7 separate regions of the Mus musculus genome follow, and all the other regions are linked to region 3. The links are chromatin contacts, called in public HiChIP or PLAC-seq and promoter capture Hi-C maps. All regions are on one chromosome and are shown on one strand. The core of a region is the stretch at or near the end of the contact, and the rest is flanking DNA. Distances in the headings are between cores, read along the strand shown.

Region 1 (3,126 bases), core at 269-2,768, 1.9 Mb after region 3:
GGGGGGGGGGGGGGGAACTAGCAAAAAATGAAAAGCCAGATAAGATTGAATTTTGTTTTTATAAAGGCATTACAGAAAGCCATCAGTAGGTGAAAGCCTTTTAAATTCATGTAAATTTGTTTCCAATTCTTTCCCTGAATTATGCCTAGCATCCACTCCCCAGATACCTCTCTTTTGGAGTTTGGAGTCATTCTTGCCAGGGGTCAAAACTTAGGAGGCAAGCATTGCTCCTGGGCCTCCTCACTGTCCCGTTCTGGGGCTCTTCCCTCACAGCTGGCAGGGACCTCGCTGCTGTGGAGACTCTGTGAGGGAAGGAGAATGCTGAGCTCTGTGGCCTTTGTTTCCTTGTGAAATTTCCTGGGCCTTTTGGGACTGAGGCATCTGTTGCGTTAGGATAGCATCCTAAAGAGTTGGGAAAAGAATCCTAGGAAAGCGAGATTCAGTTTTGCTTCCAGTCCTATTTTTAACATCTCTTACCTGCATTGAACTGGTTAAAGGATGTTATCACAGACTCCATACCCTTCAGGATAAATATAATTAATCCCCATCGCAGGATTGCACACCAGTAGCCAGCATTTCTGGAAACCATGGAAACACCGTCTTGTTTTAGGCATGAGAAGATGGCTCCTTACTCTGTGTTTCTGTCTCCCATAGTGTGCAACTGTGGGGGCGGCCCGTGTGACAGTGTAACCGGAGAGTGCTTGGAAGAAGGATTTGAAGTCCCTACAGGCAAGAACTGCCCAACTATAAGGAAAAGTAGCAGAACCTTAATGACTAACCAATTTCTCTAATATGCTAACAGGTGTTGCAACCCATTTGTAGTTTTTTTTTTTTTTAAATCGAAAATGTGGAAGAAAAGAACTGATTCCCACAAGATACCCTCTGACATCCACACTCACATTTGCGCACACACACACACACATCACAATAAGTAGTAAATGTATGAGTGTGATATCACTTTCCCTGAAAGGGTTTCACTCCCACCCCTGGTTTAGCAGCTGGTATTTGCTCCAGGGTAACGGACCTTGTGCAAAGGTCCCTGGTGGCCTCCATCTCAGTCAGCAGTGAGGCAGTTTTTGCGGACCTCACTCTGAGACTTTAGACATCTTACTTACCTAGTCTTCACACTCAGCTCTCAGGACAGAGCCCTGTCTACGTTGGCTGACTGGTGCTACCCGGGCAGCTGTAGAAACTGAAAAGCCAGGAGACTTAAGCAGCTCTTCCCGACACACCCAAATGTGAAGACTGACCAGAAGTAAACTGACAAGGAGTTACAAAGTAGAGCTGCCTTCTCTTTTGCTTAAATTGCTCTGTCACTCAAGAGCAACGAAAATTTTTTGTCTCAAAGAGTATTTGAACATCATGCATCCCTTCCTCCAAGGAAAAGTATATCGGTCCCAAAAAAGTCCTTGTGGGTAGAAGATTATAAAACTGCCAGTTTATCATCTCTTAGAAGATGCCCGAGATGTGAGACACAGCAGGGAAAAGCCTGCAGTTATCAACTACAGCATCCTGGACTAGCTCCACTTAAAGGCGGCCAGATGCCTACATAGCCTTAAACATTTTTCTTCAGCAGCCTGAAGTGTAGTCTGGGGACTCATTTTCTAAGGGAGCTTAAAGGTAGTGCTATGTTAATAACAAATTAACAAATGAGCATGCATTAACCCTTTAGTGTCTGACAACTCTGCAGGAAATAGCAGAGCCTGTGGGAAGGAGTTTGGGAATCGGCAAGGTGCAGAGAGGCCAGGATGGGGCTCAAGGCTTGGTGTGTGTTCTTTTTAATTATGTCCATGGAGGGCAGCTGGGTTCCGGGTGGGGCTCACAGTGTGAAAGGTGAGGAGAGAGAAGCTGGGGCTTGTCTCTTGAGCCTGTCCAGGTTTAGTTTCAGCTTTAGCTCCTACCTCAGAGACCAAGTCATGACATTAGCCAACAAGTGTACCCTACAGTCCTGCTCTGAGGACTTGTTCATCTAGACACAGGGTCGTGGTGGGGGGCATGGAGAGGAGCCAGGCCCTCCCTGGGGGAGGCAAAGGCAGGTGCAGCATTCCTGGACTGACTGAGAGAAGCTGATGAGAAAAGAATGATGCTTGGCCCCCAGCCTGCTCTACCAGCTGCCACCAAGCAAAGACAGGAAGCTGACAGGATCAGAATCTGGGGGGTAAGGGGACCATGAATAATAGGAAAAGTGGTAAGGGCTTCTTCTCCACCTATCCTATAATAGTCCTTTCTGTTAACAATTAGTGTTCTTATTAACCTGCTGTCTCAATGTCTGGTTCTCATTATGTTAAGTGGGACTCCTGCCCGATGTATGGCTTGGTTTGGTAAAGACAGGTTCTATGTGGCCGTATCAATTTCTTGGGAAATAAAAATAAACATGGTACTAACCAAGGGGGTCTATATTAAAGCCATATGAATCCAGGCTGCCTTTTGGCTCTGCAGAAATGACATTCCTATTTCATCTCCAGGCTGTGATAAGTGCGTCTGGGACTTGACCGATGACCTGCGATTAGCAGCGCTCTCCATCGAAGAGAGCAAATCCGGGCTGCTGAGCGTGTCCTCTGGCGCTGCGGCGCATAGACACGTGACCGACATGAACTCTACCATCCACCTCCTCAGAGTATGTTGAATGTTGCTCTTTTTGTCTGCTCTTTTCACTGCAGTTCCACAGGCTCCCTCTTAGCAACCTCTAGGACCTGTTGGCATCTGAGTTCCATGGTTATATTATAGATTGTGTAGGTTCAACATAGATAATACCCAGTTACACAGAGAGTTAAGAAAAGTTCACGATAATCATGAGCTAATGCCTCAATCAAAAGCAGTAGACTTATGTAAGAGAGTCTGTGAAAAACGAAATGACTAAAAGATTAATATCTACACGAGAAACTTTTATTTTCTAAGCTGTGTCTTTATTATTCAAGTGCAAGTCTGCCCGGTATACCTTAGTTCAGTTTGCAGGGTTTAGGGGAGTTTTTCCTCCCTGCTTCCAATTTGTCCTTCTTACACTTGTTCTCTCTTGTTTTTCCAGTCTCTCAATCTCTTTGTGAAACACACACACATACACACACATCCTCAAACTCACAAACATATACATAAATGTGTTTGTTCTCATACCTCTACAGAGCAAAG
Region 2 (3,137 bases), core at 568-3,067, 1.3 Mb after region 3:
GACCTTCCTCAGCAGTAGGAATGTAATTCCTACTGAAGATTTTGGATGGTTTCTTGTACTTACAAAACAGAAGGACAAGAAAAGGAGTGAGAAAGAGGAAGAGGCAGCAGGAAGAAAAAGAAAACTCAGTGGTGAAATTCCAACCTGAGAGAATATGTTAAAGTGAAGATTAACATGAAGATTCAAAGAAACTGTGTTCAGTCCTTTCCTATATGGTCTGTCTTCTAAGGCTAAGAAAGCATGTATGTGCTGAAGAACATCCTCTAGACATAGCCTAACATGCATCTTGCAAAAATCCAGAGTTATTTATTGTGAGGGATTTTTTTATTGAACAATTTCCAAAATACATGAGTCAACAAAATGTAACTCATAAAAATTTGATATCCATGGGAAGTCAGTCCTTTCCTGAAGAGAAACAGAGGAGGAAATATATATATATATATATATTTGTGTGTGTTATATGTGTATATATAAATATTTATATATTTGGTCACCAGCTCTGCTCACTATCACTATCACTATCACTATCACTATCACTATCACTATCACTATCACAATGGGCAAAACTGAAGTCCTGGCGACTATTTGGTTTGAAGTAGAAATTATCTACAACCCCTATATCTTGAAATCTGTCAGTGTGTCAACTTAAGGGTATTAACCTATATGTTACTCTTTTAGTTTTCTAGGGTTTTGAGCGTGCTCCCTTTCTAACAAATAATCTTCCAAGTTCCTTGAAGACAGTCTTCTTTAAGAGCTCCTATTGAATACTTTCACTTATTTAACAAGTATACATTTATTTTATCTCCCTGGATATGGATTGATTTGGTCAGACCATTTCTAGTTCACCAAGCCTTAGAGAAGAGCATTCATTTGCTATAAAGTTCTTCCAGCTTGAACCATGAACAGAGAGCACAGCTTGCTCTCTGCTGCCCTGTGGTTCACACACCACAATGCTGCTGCTGGTGTCCCTGTCTCAAGGTGTTTTTCTTAAAGGACTGTTGCATATTGTGCCTTAGAAGAAGATGTCTTAGAAGCTTTAAAATCTAGTGTATTTCTAAGTGATAACCCTTGAAGCCAAGCAATTAATCTCTGACACTGCTCAGTCTCCATGCTCTGCTCTCTCAGTCATATTCCAAAGGCTTTAATAAGCCATAAAGCAAAAGTACTGAGGTAAGAGTATCTTCACTACTTGGTAGAAAGCACCTTATATCTATTTTAAAAATTTACTATGAAATTTTAGCTCATTAGACAGAGAACACAGATTAAGTTGGGAAATAGAACCTCATACAAGTTTATTGGGACACAGTTATTCCCATTCATTTGTGTGCAAACTACACTTGTTTGTTTTTGTTTTGTTTTGGTTTGGTTTTTGTTTTGTTTTGTTTCAACTAAAATACTGAGTCATCATGGGAGGTCGGTAGTCACAGAACCACAAATGATCAGCTCCAAGCTCTAGCTGAGCAACTCATACAGGTAATGTGGTTTTTACCTGCCTGTGCTTCTGTGTCCTTGGGTCAAATTTCCAAGATCTTCATTTTCTCTTGCTTGAGTCATGGCACTCTTTCCTTGAATGCCTGAAACCATAGCTGAAAGACACACAGAGATATTCAACCCCTCTGGCTGCAATTGTCTTCACTGACATGTGAATTTTGCCCTAATTGGCAGTTAGGGCAGAAAAGCACCTTACTTCAGAGTGGTCTTAATTGGTTGGAAACTGGTTTGCAGTTTCTTACTAAGGTTGCTCTATTTCCAGACTCTTTTAGTGTAGCTTTCCAGTATTTTGCTTGGTTGCTAGGACATTTATCAACACAATTTTGGGTTCTAGTCAGCCAATTTTGTCTTCTCGAGCTGTGAAGTTTCTGGCAATGCCTCTAGGCTTCTCTATCTTCAGCTGCTCCTTTTACATTAACTGCTGCTTTAAAGTTGCCACAGTAAAGATGGAGCTTGGTGTTGGGTGTCTCCTGTGAGCATTCCATTCCAAAGTGCTTTTTTCCATCAGGTCCTAGCCTACCTTAGCTTTCTAACAAAACAGCCACAAGTCTCAATAGATAAATTCTGATTATTTTTTAAAAAGTTGTTTTACTCCATTGCCATGGGTTGGAAACCTATTATGTCTCTGGCCACAAGAGATGGGAAGACAATCAGCTAGTTTCTTCTCTCTCTCTCTCTCTCTCTCTCTCTCTCTCTCTCTCTCTCTCTCTCTCTCTCTCTCTCTCTCCCTCCCTCCCTCCCTCCCTTCCTCCCTCTCTCTCTCTGTGCTCTGTGTTTGTTGCCTATGGGCAACATCTGCTCTGGAAGGAATCCATCTCACACAGTTTGTTGATTTGTTTCAGTTGGTAAGCAGTCCCTGTTGCACTGAATTTGTTTGTTTTGGCTGTCTGCCCCACTGCCTGCCTTTACCTTGCCAAATGAGGGGTATTATATAGTATTCTTCTGAGATTTCTCCATGATACCCTCCATCACTCTTTTTCACATTCTGCAGAATGTGTATCCATTAGTTGTAAATGCATCTACAACAGACTATACATTCAATACTGTTAAGAAATCCCTCAGAGCACATAGTATGCCTATACCATCTTCTCTTATTTTCATTGTTGGTTTGGCTTTCCCTTGGGGACTAATGTAGCTTTCTCCTTAATGGTATAAATATCTGTGCTCAAATGTCATTATCTACCCTAGTTCTCTCTGTTTATGTCATTTAAAATAGACACAGAAACCCAGTGTTCTATCTTCTTTATTAAAACATTTATCATTTCTGACATATTATACATTTTATTTATAGCTTTATTTTCCTGTCTTTTTTCCTACCTCAACTGCTGTATCACTAGTGCTTAGAATGTTGGGCACATGGTAGATGTTAATAGAATATACTGAATAAAAGAAGGATAATAACTTAAAAAGTAGTCCCTCATATTTCAAACTACTAAAAACAAAAATATAATGAGGACAAAAATATAACATTTTCAAAATGTATTGACTTTCATTGCCTGGTATTCAGTATCTTAAAAAATGTTATTTTAGGATTCTGTGATCAACTAGAGCTTATGTGGGCCTCCAGAAGTCCAAGTAGGCTGTCCACCTGTGGATGTTCCCCAACTCTTGCCATGGTCTGTGAGATGGTTAACCATACCAGGAAT
Region 3 (3,330 bases), core at 144-2,643:
TAGGAAAAGAGGCGTGGTGGGTGCTCGCTGTTTGGAAAGCAGCCACCCATGGCCGACCTCTTGAGCCCACCCAACCATGGCTCTCTGCCTGGGTCGCAGCAGCACTGAGGCAATCCTCGAGGGTGGCCAAGGTGCCACTCACACGAACAGTCCAGACCAAAACACCAGAACTGCTCCCTTCTTGGCAGGCAGGAAAGGGTCTTCAAAAACCCACTGAGAATTCCCACCACACCAGGATACCATTTGAAAAGTCATATGGGTGTGTAATTACACAGCTACCAAAGGGGGAGGGGAAGGGCCATCGCAAAGGCACTTGGAAAAGCTGCCTGTCCGGCTCTAACCAGCCACCTTTCCAAGAACCCGAGGCATACTGCCTCTGGATACAATAAGACAAGCCTTCTCAGCTTGCCTTTCTCCACCGCCATCCGCGTTGGCTCCCCCCTTCCTACACACACATACACACGCGCGCGCACACACACAACCACACCAGAAATCTCAAAGACGACCCAATCTCGACAATAAATACGTGAGCCACCCAAACACCACTGTGGCCCCAAATACAAATGCAACCTGGAGGGGCGTTGGGGGGGGGGTGCATCTAACTAGTCACGTTCAGCCAATCTCCAAACCACGCCATTTTAGACGATTTATCACTCTTCCTCCGGTCTACTCAAGAATTGGCCAGGATCCTTAGGAACCACTCCTTTGGGGTGGGGGTGGAGGGTACCCTTCCTATGAAAAATTGACAATTTAGGCTATCATTACCCATTCAACTTTCAGACTAGAATCTGGCTAGGCTCCCCTCCCTCGAATGCATCTCGGGCGCGACCAGAGGGAAGACGAGGCGTCCAGATTAGAGAAAGACACCCAAGAAATGCCAAGAACCACAGGTAGAATTTACCTGCCCATTTGCTTTGGAAGGCGACGAGGCCACAGCCGCCTCCCCGGGCCTCTCGGCGGTGGCTTCTCCCTTCGCTGCGGTCTTGGAGAACTGGGCACCCATGCTGGCTTCTTCAACAAAGAAACTCAACAGATCCAAGAGAGGAAACAAAGAGCCTTCGGTTGGTGTAACGACGGGGCGAGCAGCAGCAGCAGCAACAGCGGCGGCGGCACACACACCGGAGGGAGGGGGTGGGGGTGGCGAGGAGGACAGAAGAGACCCGATTAAATACTCCGGATAAAAAATTTTTAGTCGAAGAGATCAAAAAAGCAGCAGCGCAGGAAGGAGGGAAAAAGGTGGAAAAGTCGAGCACAAAAAAGGAGCCCAAGTGTAGTTTTTTTAAAAAAAGAAGTAATAAAAAAAAATCCCAGATTTGTAGCCGCACTGTAGACAAGAGGAAAATGGAGAAATCTCCCTGGTTGCTAATAAGATGCGGGGTCCAACGCCCAAGTGCACAGATGAATGGGCTCGCGGGCGCTGACGCGGCCCCCGCGCGCGCTGGCCAATCCGCGCGCCGCACACAAAGCAGGGGGCGGGGCCTGCGCTCCGGGCGAACAATGGAGCCGCGCTTTGCAAACGGTTTGAAAATCAGCCTCAGACCAAGAATTAATGTCTTCCAAATAAATAAATCAATTAAAAAATACGTGCTTCTCGTCTCCCTCGGCCTGAAAATAATAATGCATGTCTTGATTGGCTTGCTTTGTTTGGAATTAATTAACGCGGGAGGGGGTACTTATGGATGGGGGCGGAGAAAGCTTTAACTTGACTCGCATTGACTCTTGCCGGTCTATATCCGCGTCTGTCTCTAGCCATTCTCTCCCCTCCCCCATCTTTCCCGTGTGTTTACGTGTATAAGTGTGTATACGAGTGTTAAAGACAATGGGTAGGATTTGTGTGCTAGCAGCATTTTTTCCCTCCGCACTCCATAAGGGTTTCACAGATAGTGCGCAAGGATTTTTTTTTTTGGGGGGGGGTGTTTCTTTTTTTAAAAAAACTGCTGCAATTGTTAAATCGTCCCACACTGAAAGGTATTTAAACCACGAAGATCGAATTTCATCTAGCAAGATCTCCAGTTGGAATTAGGTCTGTAGGCCAGATGTGGGAAACGCAAAAACAGCAAACAGCCTAAGCCATGCTCGTTCCTTTCTCTCCTAGAGGCGTGAAATAAAATATTTTGAAATTGGTCCTTGGAGCACCTCAAATCGCGTCTCTCCAACTATTCCAATTACCGATCACTTTTCCACAAAACATTGTGAGGACCATTTTCAGAAGATCGAAACTTGCTAGCATGTTATCACTGTAAGAAACGACATCATTAATTTTCCTCTGTGGTAAAACTAGACCGAGCCTTGAGTGTACGAATCCATATTTACAGTTGGGAGGCAGCTACTCTCGTCGACACGGGTTGTTTTCCTAGCCTGCTGCCAACATCGGAGGGACTCTCATTTTGAACTTGTCTGTGCACAGCATCAAGTGTGCTCCTGGAAGAGAGGCAACAGCGAGGAAATCCTAAAAGACCGAGTCCTAGTCTCAGAAGAAATCGCCTGCAAGGTTGAGAGACAGAAAGAAAATCCCTGGAGACTCCACGTCTAACCCAGGCTAAAGGCAAAGCTCTACAGCGGTGTGTAGGATATCTCTCTCGTTCGCTACAGCCCTTGCCACCGAAGTACCAGACGCTTTTAGTGTGTGAAAGACCAGGCGTTGATTTAATGTATCTGGAAGGGAGAGGGGATAGAGGATGCAACTTAATAAATATTCCTCTAGTCTCGCTCATGAAAACATCCAAAACATCTTTCGGCGTTTGCATTTAATGACTGCAACGTGAACGATGGAGGCGAGAAGCAGTCGAGGGAATGGCTCGTTTCTCTTAGTGTTGGCTCGGAATTGTCAAACAGTTACTTTCTGTTCATTGTAGGGAAATAGGTCACACTTTGAGTGAAAAGGACAGTTGGTTCAAGCCAATAACCCTTTGTTCAAGTGCTGTTTGACAGTCCCTGAGCAGAACATCGTTGCGTGAAGTTTCATCTCCTGTCCAGTACCTTTAGATACATTATTAAATCCCAAAGTCATATTCCACGGAGCGCCTGGAAGGAATATTTCGTCGAAACGCGTCTTGCCAACCAACGTGTTAGCACCCGTAAGGAAGCCTGCTGGACTGGCCCGAGAACCCGGCCGCCAGGATGGACACGAATCCCTCATTAGCAGTTCCAACTTGAAAAGTCAACTGGGCTGGTCCAACACCACCATCCAGGAGATTCCCAAAGGCTCAAAAGGCAATCTGTGCACCCACCCCACGGGAACCTTGCCCCTTCCTCTGCGTCTCCCTCCGGTTTTAAATTGGGATGATTGCTAGTTCGCTTTCGGATTTTTTCTCCCAGACATTCGGGGGC
Region 4 (3,530 bases), core at 1,021-3,520, 1.3 Mb after region 3:
ACGGTGAATAACCACACAGAGACCAGCTGTCAGTAAGCAGATCAACTTTACTTACGGTGATTAAAATCTTATAAAATTTTGGGGGACTTAGGGGAAGGACGTCCAGGATGAGCAAACGTCATTGGTTGGGGGGGTTAGGGTACCTGGAATGCCTTATTAGCATAGGGGAAGCATTTTAGGAATCTCCAGTGCTGGCTGGACATGTTTTTTCAGGAGAAAGGAAATTGGTCCTATAAACTAACTGAAGGGAGTGTGGGGCTTAGAATTCCCTAGTCAAGGGAGGAGGAGAAACTGCTAATGAAGGGAGTCCTCCATTACATGCCAAGTTCCAGAAGGCTATATGGTCAATGGGAGACTTCAACATTAATTAGCAGAGTTTTCTCACACTTAAAGAGTCCATGATGACATAGTAAAACAAAAGGACTGATAAATCACATCTTCATATGCAAGTAGGAGACACAGAGAAGTCTCACTGGGAATGGTATAAGTCTTGAAATTTACAAGCCTTCCCTAGTAACATACCTCTTCCAACAAGGCCACTACAAACACACACTTAATCCTTCCCAAATAGTTCTAGTAACAGGAGATTAAATATTCACATATATGAACTGACTGGAACTGTTCTCACTCAAACCACCACAGTCTCCTCTGCACTCTTAATCATCAAATGACAAGACATGCCAGGCAGGTAGGGCTAGTCTGGCAAATAAGGAAAGGCCCATTAATAGTCCTCATACACAAAACAATGTGCCTATGAACTTGTGAGCTGTATTGTTTAAGCTTTAAATGTTTATAGTAAGCTGGTAGCAATTAACATTTTATAACGTACCCTGAGTATTCACAACTCATTTCAGGATGAAAAATCTGAATACACACACACACACACACACACACACACACACACACATGAATTTTCTTGTCACTGCTTTCAAATTCATCTGCTTGAACTCCAACTCTATCATACTTTCTATTTCAGAACATGTTAATATTATTATAGGTGATTTTTTATAACTTATGTTTGAGATCCATATTTTGGAGCCAATATATTACATTTAGCTACTGCTTCATGGGCACTGCTGTACGTTTTCTACAATTCTGCATATGCACTTCCCAATGTGGGAAATACTCACAGTTTGAATTTAATTCTTCACTGAAACCAAAAGCAAGTGGTGCCAAATTGAAATAGAAATAAACAATATATCTGACATCAGTAACACGTGTGAAAAAGCAAAGTAAAAAGTAAAATTATATACTTATCACGGTTAATAACAAACTTTACAATGGGGAAAGTAACAAGACCACTAATAAACATACCACTGCACAGTGTAACTGGGAAACAGATGTTTGCCCTGAGTACGTGCTGTGGCTAAATGAACTAATAATATGTATGTGCAAACACACTCAAGCTTGCTGCTGATTGCTTTTCCAGATTCTGCATAGACCATTTCTATAGCTGTCTTTGTGACTCAGAACATAAATATTAAACAATCCCAATGTATACTAGAATAGATTAGTGATGACTCTGACTGATATGGAAACACTAGGTAGGCAATTAATAGGATGTGCTAGTACATAAAACAATCACCAAACTTAGTATAGGCTACATTTGAAGCCATCTCTGACCATGTTGTGCAGATGTAATTTTTCTTTTCTTCCTAGTCTTTATTTGTTCTTTTTTTCAACATACTCTTGTCAGATGTTTGGGAATTCTTTAGGTCTGTTTGTTATACTGAAATTTTAGCTTGCACATGGGAAACCACAAATTAAATTATTATGCTATAATTCAATTTAGAAAACACAAAGCACTTGCCAGTACATTTTTCAGCCATTGTCCTTCAGACTGGTATGGTTTAGGAAGAAGTGTTGTTAGCAAGCTCCCTGGAAACATGTGTCCCTGTTGTTCCACTGCATCGGGGTCTCCACATCTGTACTCACTGAAACAGCCAACTAGAGACAGATGTCCCGAGTGCTAAGATTTGACAGACTTAACCCCGAAGGGCCTTTATTGAAGAATTTGCCTCTTATTTGGCAATCTCTCTATCAGAGAGTGATTTTTATTTCAAAATGCTGAAAATAAGAAAATGGAGGGGAGCTGTCAGTGTCCAAGAAATACATCAAGTAAACAAAGTATTTACTAAAATTGTACATTTCAACAGTTACTATGTTGGTCAGGATAATTGTTTGTTACATAAGCCTGGCGGGGAGGGGGAACTCACCACATTTCTGGAGTAAGTTCTAAAAAGATTATGAAGAGCTTAATCCCCAGCCTATAATCAAGAGGTTTGCTTAGTATTTTTCTCAGGAAAAACTGGAACCTGCATGTATTACAGATGTGCCTGTGGTTACAGGAATCTTGTTTGGGCAGCTATGTCTCAAAGGCAGAGGTAAATCAGACTCATTGTCTTGTTAAGATAGCGCAGGCTATCTTAACTCAAAAAAGACCAGAGCAGTTCTTCTCTGTTATCATCTTGGTACCTTTGCAGTCAATCTGTCTTACTCTGTTACTTATTGACTTTGCCATCTCATGACCAGTTTAAGCAGGTTGACAAAGTTTAGGGTGTCCGCATCCACCCTGACCAGCAGGAAAGATGCAACATCACGCTGTCCTTCTTCAAGCAGGTTTATTCAGGAACACAGCATTGCAATGCAGGAACGGGAATCTCTTGCACAACCCCAGGGCATGCCTTCCTACTGACTCCTCCCAATCACCCCAGTCATGTAATGGCAGTCCGTAGGTTCACAGCAAGTGATGACACCTCAGGCGAGCTGACAAGGCATGGCATCTGCGCAGTGCAAGCGGCTGGGATGTGGCTAAGTCTGAGATAATGAAGAAGTCAGGCGCAGGTCATAAGACCTGGCAGCCAGGTGCCATCTTCGGGTGGTGGCCGCACCTGGTTCCTCACATTAGGGAAATTCCTGGGATCTGTTACTACCTTGTATTCCACTGACAATAATTGAATGTCCTATACCCCAAACTGGAGAAAGGTAAACTTGAACCCCAATCTTTCCTTTCACATTTAAATTAGAAATGTTTTTGGCTTTAGTTTGAATTTTAACTATCTCTGTATACTTCTGTTTATACTTTTAAATGTTTCATACTTTAAAAGTACTTCATTAGCCAGACATATTGGCTAGCAACTCTAGTCACAGCACTCAAGAGACTGAGACTGGAGGATTGCTGAAATTCTGGGAGAATCACAATAATCCTAAACTACATAGTGAGCTTCAGATCAGCCTAGACTACTTACTCTAAGACTCCCAATAATTTATTAAAAAGTAAAAGTAGTTTGATATTAAAATTTCAAACAAGGCTAATTTTTGAGAATTGTTTTTCCTTTATGGGCATGAGTGTTTTGTGTGCATGTATGTCACCTGTGTGTTCTGTTGGCCAGGGAAGCCAGAAGAGTGTTCCAGGTGCCATAGAATTAAAGATACAGGTACTTGTGACCTGCCATGTGGTGCTTGGAACCAAACCCAGATCATCTGCAACAGCAGCAAATGCTCTTTATCACTGAGTTATCGTTCCAGCT
Region 5 (3,127 bases), core at 127-2,626, 1.7 Mb after region 3:
CCTCTTAGCCCTGTGTCAAATGACATAGAAAGACACCATTATCTCCATTTTACAGAAGAGAGACATGAGTTATCTATGGTGCACCATAGTATGGAATATGCTATGGTTTTATCATCAGAAACATATAGTCTTGTGAGTGAGGCAAAAGGTAGTGAAGGAGCAATCAAGGGTACTCAAGAGAATGCATACCAATTAAATACAAATCAAGTCAGTGCAAATTAAAAACAACAAAATACAATGCTTGATACTATTAATGATGAATGCTGGACATGTAACTCTCAATGTTGACTAGATTGTTAAATAAATTATGTAGACACTAGTGATTAAATTGGAGTTAACTTTGTATAAAGAGAGAGAAAGCACACATATCAGACAAGGAGCATATTTAAAAAGCCCTGCAATAGAGCTGTAAACTAGATATGGAAAGAAGAGAGGGCAAAGAGTAGGCTGGACTGGTGGGAATAAGCCTTGTTAAGATTTGGCCATTGGGTTGGAGGGTTCAAGGCAGAGTTCGAAGGTGCTCCCTGAATTTGTGAGCCCTGGGAGAAGCATTACAAGAACAGGAATGTGATTTTAAAAATCATCTTTAGGAAGACTGAAATGATGAGAACACACTAAGCACATACTAGGGCTATAACAGAGTTGAACAGTTATTATTATAACAGGGTTTAAAATGCTGGTGCATTCTTCCAGAGACGAGGAGCTATCAATCTATACAGTGGTCATGAGGATTGAAAAGACAGAAAGTAAAAGGACTAAATTCAGAATCAGAGATGCTTCAAAGGCTCTCTCCAAGGGTGAGAGCCCCAGGAGGGGATGCTCTGCTGACTCTAGAAAGGGGAGCTAGGCAAAAATATAACTTAGGAATGAAAACTGCTGTGCAGCTGTGGACAGCAGAGTGGAAGCTAGATGAGATACATATGTTTTCACGTATTTACACTTATAATTGCTCATGTACAAGGCCTAATAAACACAGTTCCCTGCCCCTCCTCAAGGTCCCAGAGCTGAACCAGCTTACAAAAAAAAAAAAAAAAAAAAAAAAAGTCATTACTTTTAAACCTTGTGACTGGGATTGTTAGAGCAGATGAGCCCTCCATTGTAACAAATGTAAATTAAAAATTTCGATGTGTGAGGAATAAGATTTGAGGAGTATTTGCAGTCACCGGATTGGAAAGGCTAACAAAAGTAGTTAAAGAGCAAGAGAGCCCTAGCTTCCTCTGAAAACTGCACCATTCCCTTCTCAAGCATCATGTGTTAAAAACTCACATTTACGGTCAAAGGTGAGAATGGCAAAATTAATCCAGAAAGCAGAGTTACTCTGCTGAGGAGACCCATTTGAAAGTGAAATAGAGGTCAAAACCCCACTCTGACATAGAAATTGGAAACTGCCAGATGTTCCAACACTCTAGTACAATTCAAAAGGGCAGGAGTGGAGGATTATTAACCATTACAGCTGGCAACGTAGAATTTATGTTTTCTTTGTTATGTGAAATGTACAGTCATAACAGAAAACATTAAAAATATGGGCAGGTTCAAAGAACGTGTCAGAAAACAATATAAATCAAATCTAGGTGCAATGAATAGAACTGCCAGCAGAGGGCCCACTTCAACGCCTGGCAAATTCTCAAGGCAGACAAACTCCAAAGGGAAAAGACTTTGATTGCCTGGAAACTTCTGATTCCAATCGAAAATGTTCATGCCCAGAAATAGCACAATTGACCTTTCTTTTTTATAACTGAGTTACAAAAGCAATATTTAGACTTTCAGGTCTTAAGGCTTTCTTTAAAGTTTTTCTCACCATGCTTTCTGCTTAATGAGAAATTTTATATGACAGTCTCAATGTCATATTTCGGGATAATGTAGACATAGAATACCTGAGGGTGGAAGAGTGACTTTCACAGCCTCTCTACAGTACTTCAGACTATCTTGCTGATAACACAAACAGCCACTCTATAAAACTGGCTTTTGGCGGGGTTGGTTTGGTTTTTTTGCCGCATAATCCCTAGGTGGAAATGTGCAATTTACAAACACAGGAAGGGTGACTCTGTAGCAAGGAATCTTTAACAACCCAAGGCCTCAGGAAATGCACATCTGTTAAACACCATGTTTGAATGTCTGATCAAAATCTCCTTTGCATTTTTAAAAGACATCCGTAGATCATCTTGCATCATTTTAAGTCAGAATGTCTCTATTTCGCGTGACATTCTCAGTCAGCTACTTTTAAATAATTGTGAAAAATATAGGTGCCAACAAGACTTGTCTTGACATGTATTTACATCTGCGGACTGTCCTTGGAGAAAACTGTGATTTTTCAAAGTTAGGTAAGGTAGTTGACTTTTTTACTTAGATGTCCATTTCTTGCCTTGTCTTTGGATTGGAGGTAATATGGTTATCTATATCAAACGCCAAAAAGCTTTAGCCCACAAAGCCCAAATCTAGCCTACTGCCTAATTTTGTATGAACTACAAGGTAAGAATAGGCTGTATATTTTAAAATGGTCTTTAAAAGTCAAAATAGATGTAGTTTTCATGACATGAAAGTTATATATGAAACTGCTCACTGACCACTGTTTGATCTTTCATCAAAAGTTGTGGAATTTGTTTGCTTTCTGCTATACAAGCATTTACCTGGTAAGCTCAATTTTGCTTCAAGTCTTATGAAACCTAAAACACTATATTTACTCTCTAGTTCTGTATGGGAAAAGCTTGCCAAATTCTGAACTATGTCCTCCTTAACGCTCCTTGTGTTCTTCTTAATAATAAACCATGTTGCCCTGGAAGCACTGGAAGCAAAGAACTTGCAGACCTAGTTTCTCCAGGTAATCAGTGTTTGGAATTGCCTGAGTAGCAACAAGAAAACTGCTGTTTGCATCCTAGACTCAGAGTTCAACTTCTCTGGCCTGTGGTCTAACCAGAACCTCAATATTCTTGAAGATCCCCAGGTGATTCGAGTATGCGGTTTGCAGAGCTCTTTAGTTAGTGCTTTGGCAAATGCAACCCCTGCCCCCAGCTCAGGGGGCTCATTTTTGCTCCTTTAAGAGACCCAAGTGATCCTTCCCACCAGCCCCATGGGCTGGTGGCCTCCGGTTATTGAGGACAAAGTGGGCAGAGGCAAGGGACCGGTTCAG
Region 6 (3,238 bases), core at 399-2,898, 1.6 Mb after region 3:
CATCCATTTGTCTAAGAATTTCATAAATTCATTCTTTTTAATAGCTGAGTAGTACTCCATTGTGTAAATGTACTATAATTTCTGTATCCATTCCTCTGTTGAGGGACATTTGGGTTCTTTCCAGCTTCTGGCTATTATAAATAAGGCTGCTATGAACATAGTGGAGCATGTGTCCTTCTTACCGGTTGGAACATATTCTGGGTATATGCCCAGGAGAGGTATTCCTGGATCTTCCGGTAGTACTATGTCCATTTTCTGAGGAACCGCCAGACTGATTTCCAGAGTGGTTGTACAAGCTTGCAATCCCACCAACAATGGAGGAGTGTTCCTTTTTCTCCACATCCTCACCAGCATCTGCTGTCACCTGAATTTTTGATCTTAGCCATTCTGACTGGTGTGAGGTGGAATCTCAGGGTTGTTTTCATTAGCATTTCCCTGATGATTAAGGATGTTGAACACTTTTTCAGATGCTTCTCAGCCCTTCGGTTCCTATGTTGAGAATTCTTTGTTTAGTTCTGTACCCCATTTTTTTAAAGATTTATTTATTACTATATGTAAGTACACTGTAGCTGTCTTCAGACACTCCAGAAGAGGGAATCAGATCTCATTACAGATGGTTGTGAGCCACCATGTGGTTGCTGGGATTTGGACTCTGGACCTTCGGAAGAGCAGTCAGGTGCTCTTACCCACTGAGTCATCTCACCAGCCCTGTACCCCATTTTTTAATGAGGTCATTTGAATTTCTGAAGTCCAGCTTCTTGAGCTCTTTGTATATATACCCATGAAAGGAGTTACAGAGACAAACTTTGGAGCTGAGACGAAAGGATGGACCATCCAGAGACTGCCCCACCTGGAGGACCATCCCATAATCAACCACCAAATGCAGACACTATTGATTATACCAGGAAGATTTTGCTGAAAAGACCCTGATATAGCTGTCTCATGTGAGGCTATGCAGTGCCTGGCAAATACAGTCACCTATTGGATGGAACACAGCCCCCCCCCCCCTCACTGGAGGAGCTAGAGAAAGTACCCAAGGAGCTAAAGGGGTCTGCAACCCGATAGGTGGAACAACAATATGAACTAACCAGTACCCCCCAGAGCTTGTGTCTCTAGCTTCATATGTATCAGAAGATGGCCTAGTCGGCCATCATTGAGAAGAGAGGCCCCTTGGTCTTGCAAACTTTATATGCCCCAGTACAGGGGAACGCCAGAGCCAAGAAGTGGGAGTGGGTGGGTAGGGAAGCAGGGCGGTGGGGCGAGGATATAGGGGACTTTCAGGATAGCATTTGAAATGTAAATGAAAAAAATAACTAATAAAAATTGAAAAAAGAAATATGAATTTTTTAAAAAATGAAAGGAACTGGGGAAAGAGAGACTAGAACAATGGCTCCACAGTTAAGAGCACTTCACTACTCTAGCAGAGACCTATGCCCCACATAGTAGCCTGCAACTGTCCATAACTCTAGGGGGGCACATGGCACACAGACACACATATAGGCAAAACACTAATACATGCAAAGTAGAAATAAGTCAATCTCTTAAAAAGAAAACAGGGCATTGTTCTTCATCTGAGCACTGGTTTGGTTGTAGTTAACTTTATCCTTGGGAGGAGTATTGCTCTCTTATTCCTTGTACTTGTAGACCTTTGCTAATGCCAGTTGTTTATTTAATTAAGCATGCTTTAACTTCGGGGCTAATATTGGCTTCCCATTGTCTCAGCTAGTAGGTTTTCAATATTTTAAATTCTTGGTGAGGTTTGTTTTCTTTGGCATTTTTCCACTAAAATTAATCTTCCCTAGTGTTGTGTGTGCAGTTGTGGGGAAGGCCAAGACAAAACTCAGATCACTGCAGAGAGATATGCTGGCCCCCAGATGTGGCCTTGGGCCAAAGGACTCCAGGTGTTTCAAATTAAAATTGGAATGTACTATGTCCCTCGTGTGGCATTTGCAGTTGGAAATGAACTTTGGGCTAATGAAGTGAGAAATGGCTAGATGCAGCAATGCTAAAGGAGCAGTTTCTTCCACTAAAATAGCAAGACCTGGCTAAAGCCCCCCACACACTTTTATTACTTTTATTAGATATTCTCTTATTTACATTTCAGATGTTATCCCCTTTCCTAGTTTTCCCTCAAAAAAATCCCATGCCCCCCCCCCTTTCCCCTAATCCCCAACCCACCCACTCCCACTTCCTGGTCCTGGCATTCTCCTATACTGGGGCATAGAAACTTCAGAGGAACAAGGGCCTCTCCTCCCATTGATGACAGACTAGGCCATCCTCTGCTACATATGCAGCTAGAGACACGAGTCCTACCATGTGTTTTCTTTGATTGCTGGCTAAGTCCCAGGGAGCTCTGGGGGTACTGGTTACTTCATATTGTTGTTCTTCCTATGGGGCTGCAAAGCCCTTCAGCTCCTTGGGTAGGACAGGGTCCCCAGTGAAGGAGCTAAAGCCCCCTCGACATCATCCTTCTAAATAATCTAAGGATTGCTGGTTCCTAGGAAAGTGGTTTGTAGAATCACCGCTCAGCCCCTTCCTTAGTTCTTAGCTCACATAAACTAAAGATTGAGGATATACTAGGAAGTCCCCTGGTTTCTAAACATATCATTTTTGCCAGAAGCTCTTTGGACATACAAAGTGCATCTAAATAGTCTGTAATGATAACACATTGAGAAGGAGCACATTTTTTCCCTCTAGGGTGTTTTGATGCCTACTTGATGACTAAGAGAGCTGATACCCAAGAGGCTAATTAGAGGTTAATTAATGCCCTCTAAAGTTACATAATTAATCAATGATCACTTCTGGGAAAATGTTTGCTATCTCTAAGACTACACTTTTTCATATTCTTTTTCCATTGATCCTGTCTCAACTTTTTAACTTCTCTATTTTTTAATTCTAAACAACACTATGAGAGGTGTTGACTTTAAATCATGTATAGATTAATATTTTTATAGTATTTCTCTTGGTATGAACGGTTGTAAAAAGCTCTTGCCCCATGCAGCTAGCATGGGATAATGAAGTACTTAACCCAGCTCACAGGATTTCGAAAGTCACTTAATGGCTTCTCTGTGACAGACACTGCTGGGCAGGCTTATGCTCAGTCCTCACACTGCCCGTGTAATAGCTGCTGTTACTGGTCTGGTGTGTCAAATGGTACCACTGGTAAATGATGGTGCTGGAATTTGAGACCAAACCAGCCTGAAACCAAGTTCAAATATTAACTCTTCTAGAAATGCAG
Region 7 (3,202 bases), core at 40-2,539, 1.3 Mb after region 3:
GATGCATCCACACAATATAAAAGATATTCTCTTTACATGTATACAAACATACAGAGAGAGAGAGAGAGACAGAGAGAGACAGAGAGACATAGAGACAGAGAAACAGAGACAGAAACAGATGGAAGCAATATTCAGATATTATAATAGTTTGTTCCAAATACCTTAATCTTAGTTTATTATCAGTCCACTCTTTACACTATAACCTCAAGGAATTTCCTTGATAGTTCTAGAACTCTAGGTTTGCAATTCTAAATCGGTAGGGCTCCATTGATTTTTTTTTAAAGAAAGAAAACAGGCAAACTGCTTATGGAACTATTTTCATATACCTAAAAACATTAGACTGTAATGACAGAGACCTTGTCATATATGGTAGCACGGGCTAGTAATTGAAGCAAATGCAAGGCAGAATATATATGTGTGTGTGTGTGTGTGTGTGTGTGTGTGTGTGTGTGTGTGTGTGTGTGTGTATGGAGCTTGATCATAAGTAAAAACAAATTACATTACATCAGAAGTCAGGACAGCAAAAGTGGAAATTGAAGAAAATACCAACACTCATTTTTGGCCTCCCCTGTGTGCCCCAGTAATGCGAGTGTGTTTTATGTGTACTCTTTGTTTACTCCAACACCCATCCTTTCCAGAGACAGATATGTCTGTAAAAGTCCATGTAAGTGATGTAACTGGAATGGTGCTAACATGGCAAGGAGAAATGTTGACAATCATGTGAATATATTAATCATTGACTTCATCATGAAATTTCCAGTTAATATTTTATCCACAGATAAATGCACATGATATCTGGATACATTTCAAACATTGCAAACACAAGAGGGGAATGTTGAGGCCATTTGCTTTGGCAAAACAGCCATCCTGTAAATGCAAACTAGAATCTCTGGAAATGATTAACATGTATCCAAATAATTGATACATTTCAACAACAAAGCTTGGAGACAGATGACTCACAGTGAACCCTGCTGAAATGTTCTCATGGCCTGCAAAATGGCTCATCAGAAACACGGCTGGCATTAACCGTGGCATTCAGTAAGCATGTCTAGTTGAAGTTCTTAGTCTGAGTTTCTTGTTCTATATTTGTTCTCCAGGGAACTTAGTGCAGGTGAGAATGCTATATAAAAATCCCATACTTTCATGAGGATTGGACATTTTCAAGATAAAAGTAGCTAATTCAATTATACAGGAGCAGTTTGTTTGAGCTAGAGCAACTTTGCTGGAGTGCTTCAAGTAAGACCTTCCCTTCCTGTTGCCTCCCTGTGATAACCTCAACTGCTCTGTAAAGGGCATCTGAAATGAAACTTGCTGAGCTTTAGCCCTAGTGCTCACCTGGGGCAAACACAGTGCCTCAGCATTGATCCCAAGGCATCAGCACTGTTACACTATTGCTTTGCATCCCCAGTGGAAACATGAGAATGACCAAAAGAATAAAAAAGGAAGATGAAGCCAACATTGCTATCCTGGAAAGGCTTTTGACTGCACATAGCCCCAAGAAAATGTCACCCCTCCAAAAAAAGTGAAGAAGTCCAGTAGCTGCATCTTGATAATTAATATGTTTGCTTTGTTGGGTCTCAGACTGGTTTCATCATCAACAAAGTATTAGATTAAACATAGAACATGGAACTGTCCTTCCTTCCTTATGATCTGCACATAAAGGAGTAGGGTAAACACCTGCAAGGTGATTTTATTATTTCATTCTACAGTCTTCAGGGAAGGTGTTACTTTTTCGTGACTATCTCCATTCAGGATGAGCTGATCTAAATAATAGATTCCTTAGCTGCACAGTGTCCTACAAACAGAAGCAGTCATGACACTGGGGATATAAACAAAATGCCATATGTCTAGGAAGTTCTCATGAGATTCTAGAATGTTCCTTCCCGTCTTTATTGAAAGAGTAACCAAATTCTGGGGAAGATGACTGGCTAGTCAAGTTGTAGAAAGGGACTATGGGGAAGGGCAGAAGGAGGCCTGTAATTGGACGGGAAAAGGGAAGACAGAGTTAAGAGTTGCAGAGTCTGAAAATGTAGGAGAAAGGGGAAGGAGAATGGAGGCAGATGTGAACCAGCATGACTGCAACCAATCACAGGTAGTTATTATATCATAAGGTTAGAATAATTGAGATAAAGCTTTTATCATTATCAATCGGCTCTGAAATTATTGTATTGGCATATTGTAAATTGAGACTTTATTGATACACAAATCTGATTGGTTAACTATAAACTCTAAGAGTTTTAATTCTACCAGGTAATTGGGTGTTGTGATGGCTGACCGTGGAGTGTGTGGGGCATTGTGTGGTAGTGAGAGGAACTTTGGAGCTCCAGCCCCACCACTGGAGAGTTGGCGGGCAGAGACACCACTGAGTTGAGATCACCTGGCTGGAGCCCCATGGCCTGCTAGTGCTGGCACTAGTGCAAGAACTTATTTCTTTTAATATTTCCCTCAACAAGGAGGGGTCTCAGACAGGTAGAGCTGGTTGTACAGGGAGCTCTAGGGTTCCAGGCTTTATGAGCCTTCTTTCACTCTGGGGTGGACATTTTTGGTGATGTAGCTGCTTTTGAGTCATCCCTTGCTCCTAGTTAGTAACCCCACACCATAAATAACCAATAGAATTTATCAGTTAACCAAGTTGGACATGGGAATAATTGTTCTTTGGGTCTTCTGTGACTGTCCCTTCCAAGATGAGTAAAGCATATGTTGAGTCTTCCCAGGAAATGACTCTCACGCAACATTTAATGTATTTCTATTGCTGAATTCTTAAAGGATAATTTGAAGTAATTTCTATTGTCTTAAAAACAAACACACTAAGGTCTTCTTTACAGGTAGAATTATTATTCACATGTAAATAAGCATAGCATATCTTCACTTTATTACATCATCCATTACTATGATTTTGTTTTCAGTTTTAGACAATTTATTGCCAATTGTTTTCACTTAATTATCTTCTTAATTATTCTGCTTTTTAAATCATCATTATTAGCTTTTGAACTAAATCCTTTCATCTTAGTATCTCTAATTAAGGAATTTCTGCTTTTACATTTCAAATTGAAATTTAAAATTGATTGCAGTTTGTTTGCTCATATTCTAATATCCTTATTTATATATTTTGATTACTTTTTAGATTTGTGTATTAAAATAAATGGTTCCCTTTTTAATAAAGACAAAACCATTTTGATTTTAATTTTCTTCAAAAGAACAA

The links. Promoter capture Hi-C pulls out the DNA fragments that hold promoters and counts their contacts. HiChIP or PLAC-seq counts read pairs in DNA pulled down with a chosen protein or histone mark.
Region 1: a contact with region 3 is called in a promoter capture Hi-C map of second pharyngeal arch cranial neural crest. The contact joins the enhancer-like site here to the promoter of Marcks in region 3. A contact is called at or near these places in 10 of 39 promoter capture datasets (the 3T3-L1 cell line, 3T3-L1-derived adipocytes, the SN4741 cell line and 6 more), 1 of 15 datasets of contacts at CTCF or cohesin (large pre-B cells), 5 of 484 Hi-C or Micro-C datasets (CD4 T cells, adipose-derived mesenchymal stem cells, cortical neurons and 2 more) and 14 of 115 datasets of contacts at active chromatin or transcription factors (the NIH/3T3 cell line, T-cell acute lymphoblastic leukemia, VIP interneurons and 10 more).
Region 2: a contact with region 3 is called in a promoter capture Hi-C map of 3T3-L1-derived adipocytes, with 8 times the contacts expected there. The contact joins the enhancer-like site here to the promoter of Marcks in region 3. A contact is called at or near these places in 6 of 39 promoter capture datasets (the 3T3-L1 cell line, 3T3-L1-derived adipocytes, cranial neural crest and 2 more), 1 of 484 Hi-C or Micro-C datasets (embryonic fibroblasts) and 7 of 115 datasets of contacts at active chromatin or transcription factors (craniofacial prominence, differentiating embryonic stem cells, embryonic forebrain and 3 more).
Region 4: a contact with region 3 is called in an H3K4me3 HiChIP or PLAC-seq map of embryonic limb bud, with 8 times the contacts expected there. The contact joins the enhancer-like site here to the promoter of Marcks in region 3. A contact is called at or near these places in 9 of 39 promoter capture datasets (the 3T3-L1 cell line, the C10 cell line, cranial neural crest and 6 more), 1 of 484 Hi-C or Micro-C datasets (cerebral cortex) and 9 of 115 datasets of contacts at active chromatin or transcription factors (astrocytes, cardiomyocytes, craniofacial prominence and 5 more).
Region 5: a promoter capture Hi-C map of second pharyngeal arch cranial neural crest shows a contact between it and region 3, with 21 times the contacts expected there. The contact joins the enhancer-like site here to the promoter of Marcks in region 3. A contact is called at or near these places in 8 of 39 promoter capture datasets (cranial neural crest, embryonic stem cells, frontonasal cranial neural crest and 5 more), 3 of 484 Hi-C or Micro-C datasets (CD4 T cells, CD8 T cells and pro-B cells), 14 of 115 datasets of contacts at active chromatin or transcription factors (the NIH/3T3 cell line, SST interneurons, T-cell acute lymphoblastic leukemia and 10 more) and 1 of 9 other capture datasets (adipose tissue).
Region 6: a promoter capture Hi-C map of second pharyngeal arch cranial neural crest shows a contact between it and region 3, with 8 times the contacts expected there. The contact joins the enhancer-like site here to the promoter of Marcks in region 3. A contact is called at or near these places in 9 of 39 promoter capture datasets (the 3T3-L1 cell line, 3T3-L1-derived adipocytes, cranial neural crest and 4 more) and 6 of 115 datasets of contacts at active chromatin or transcription factors (T-cell acute lymphoblastic leukemia, astrocytes, embryonic forebrain and 3 more).
Region 7: a contact with region 3 is called in a promoter capture Hi-C map of liver, with 9 times the contacts expected there. The contact joins the enhancer-like site here to the promoter of Marcks in region 3. A contact is called at or near these places in 10 of 39 promoter capture datasets (the 3T3-L1 cell line, the C10 cell line, cranial neural crest and 5 more), 1 of 484 Hi-C or Micro-C datasets (cerebral cortex) and 11 of 115 datasets of contacts at active chromatin or transcription factors (the NIH/3T3 cell line, astrocytes, cardiomyocytes and 8 more).

What each region holds. Positions count from the first base shown.
Region 1 is chr10:39,027,968-39,031,093 of GRCm38.p6, forward strand. Lama4 (laminin, alpha 4) reads left to right here. Exons shown (of 38, transcript NM_010681.4): 6 at 655-729; 7 at 2,466-2,617. Among named protein-coding and RNA genes, the nearest start is that of Lama4, 64 kb to the left of the region's middle. Within about 2 kb of position 1,519, at least 11 of the 459 cell types and tissues checked have an H3K27ac peak or open chromatin away from gene starts, as enhancers often do. A contact at or near this core is called in cortical neurons, neural progenitor cells, pro-B cells and 2 more, where this site is marked.
Region 2 is chr10:38,417,629-38,420,765 of GRCm38.p6, forward strand. No RefSeq gene overlaps it. Among named protein-coding and RNA genes, the nearest start is that of Gm40624, 64 kb to the left of the region's middle. Within about 2 kb of position 1,818, at least 1 of the 459 cell types and tissues checked has an H3K27ac peak or open chromatin away from gene starts, as enhancers often do. A contact at or near this core is called in 3T3-L1-derived adipocytes, where this site is marked.
Region 3 is chr10:37,137,533-37,140,862 of GRCm38.p6, forward strand. Marcks (myristoylated alanine rich protein kinase C substrate) reads right to left here and starts at 1,394. Exons shown (of 2, transcript NM_008538.2): 1 at 902-1,394. The coding sequence starts at 1,003. It overlaps 5930403N24Rik (RIKEN cDNA 5930403N24 gene), which reads left to right and starts at 2,000. Exons shown (of 3, transcript NR_166104.1): 1 at 2,000-3,213.
Region 4 is chr10:38,457,266-38,460,795 of GRCm38.p6, forward strand. No RefSeq gene overlaps it. Among named protein-coding and RNA genes, the nearest start is that of Gm40624, 100 kb to the left of the region's middle. Within about 2 kb of position 2,271, at least 13 of the 459 cell types and tissues checked have an H3K27ac peak or open chromatin away from gene starts, as enhancers often do. A contact at or near this core is called in craniofacial prominence and embryonic limb bud, where this site is marked.
Region 5 is chr10:38,874,470-38,877,596 of GRCm38.p6, forward strand. No RefSeq gene overlaps it. Among named protein-coding and RNA genes, the nearest start is that of Rfpl4b, 54 kb to the left of the region's middle. Within about 2 kb of position 1,377, at least 7 of the 459 cell types and tissues checked have an H3K27ac peak or open chromatin away from gene starts, as enhancers often do. A contact at or near this core is called in second pharyngeal arch cranial neural crest, where this site is marked.
Region 6 is chr10:38,702,728-38,705,965 of GRCm38.p6, forward strand. No RefSeq gene overlaps it. Among named protein-coding and RNA genes, the nearest start is that of Gm22911, 89 kb to the left of the region's middle. Within about 2 kb of position 1,649, at least 10 of the 459 cell types and tissues checked have an H3K27ac peak or open chromatin away from gene starts, as enhancers often do. A contact at or near this core is called in embryonic limb bud and second pharyngeal arch cranial neural crest, where this site is marked.
Region 7 is chr10:38,438,587-38,441,788 of GRCm38.p6, forward strand. No RefSeq gene overlaps it. Among named protein-coding and RNA genes, the nearest start is that of Gm40624, 85 kb to the left of the region's middle. Within about 2 kb of position 1,290, at least 3 of the 459 cell types and tissues checked have an H3K27ac peak or open chromatin away from gene starts, as enhancers often do. A contact at or near this core is called in liver, where this site is marked.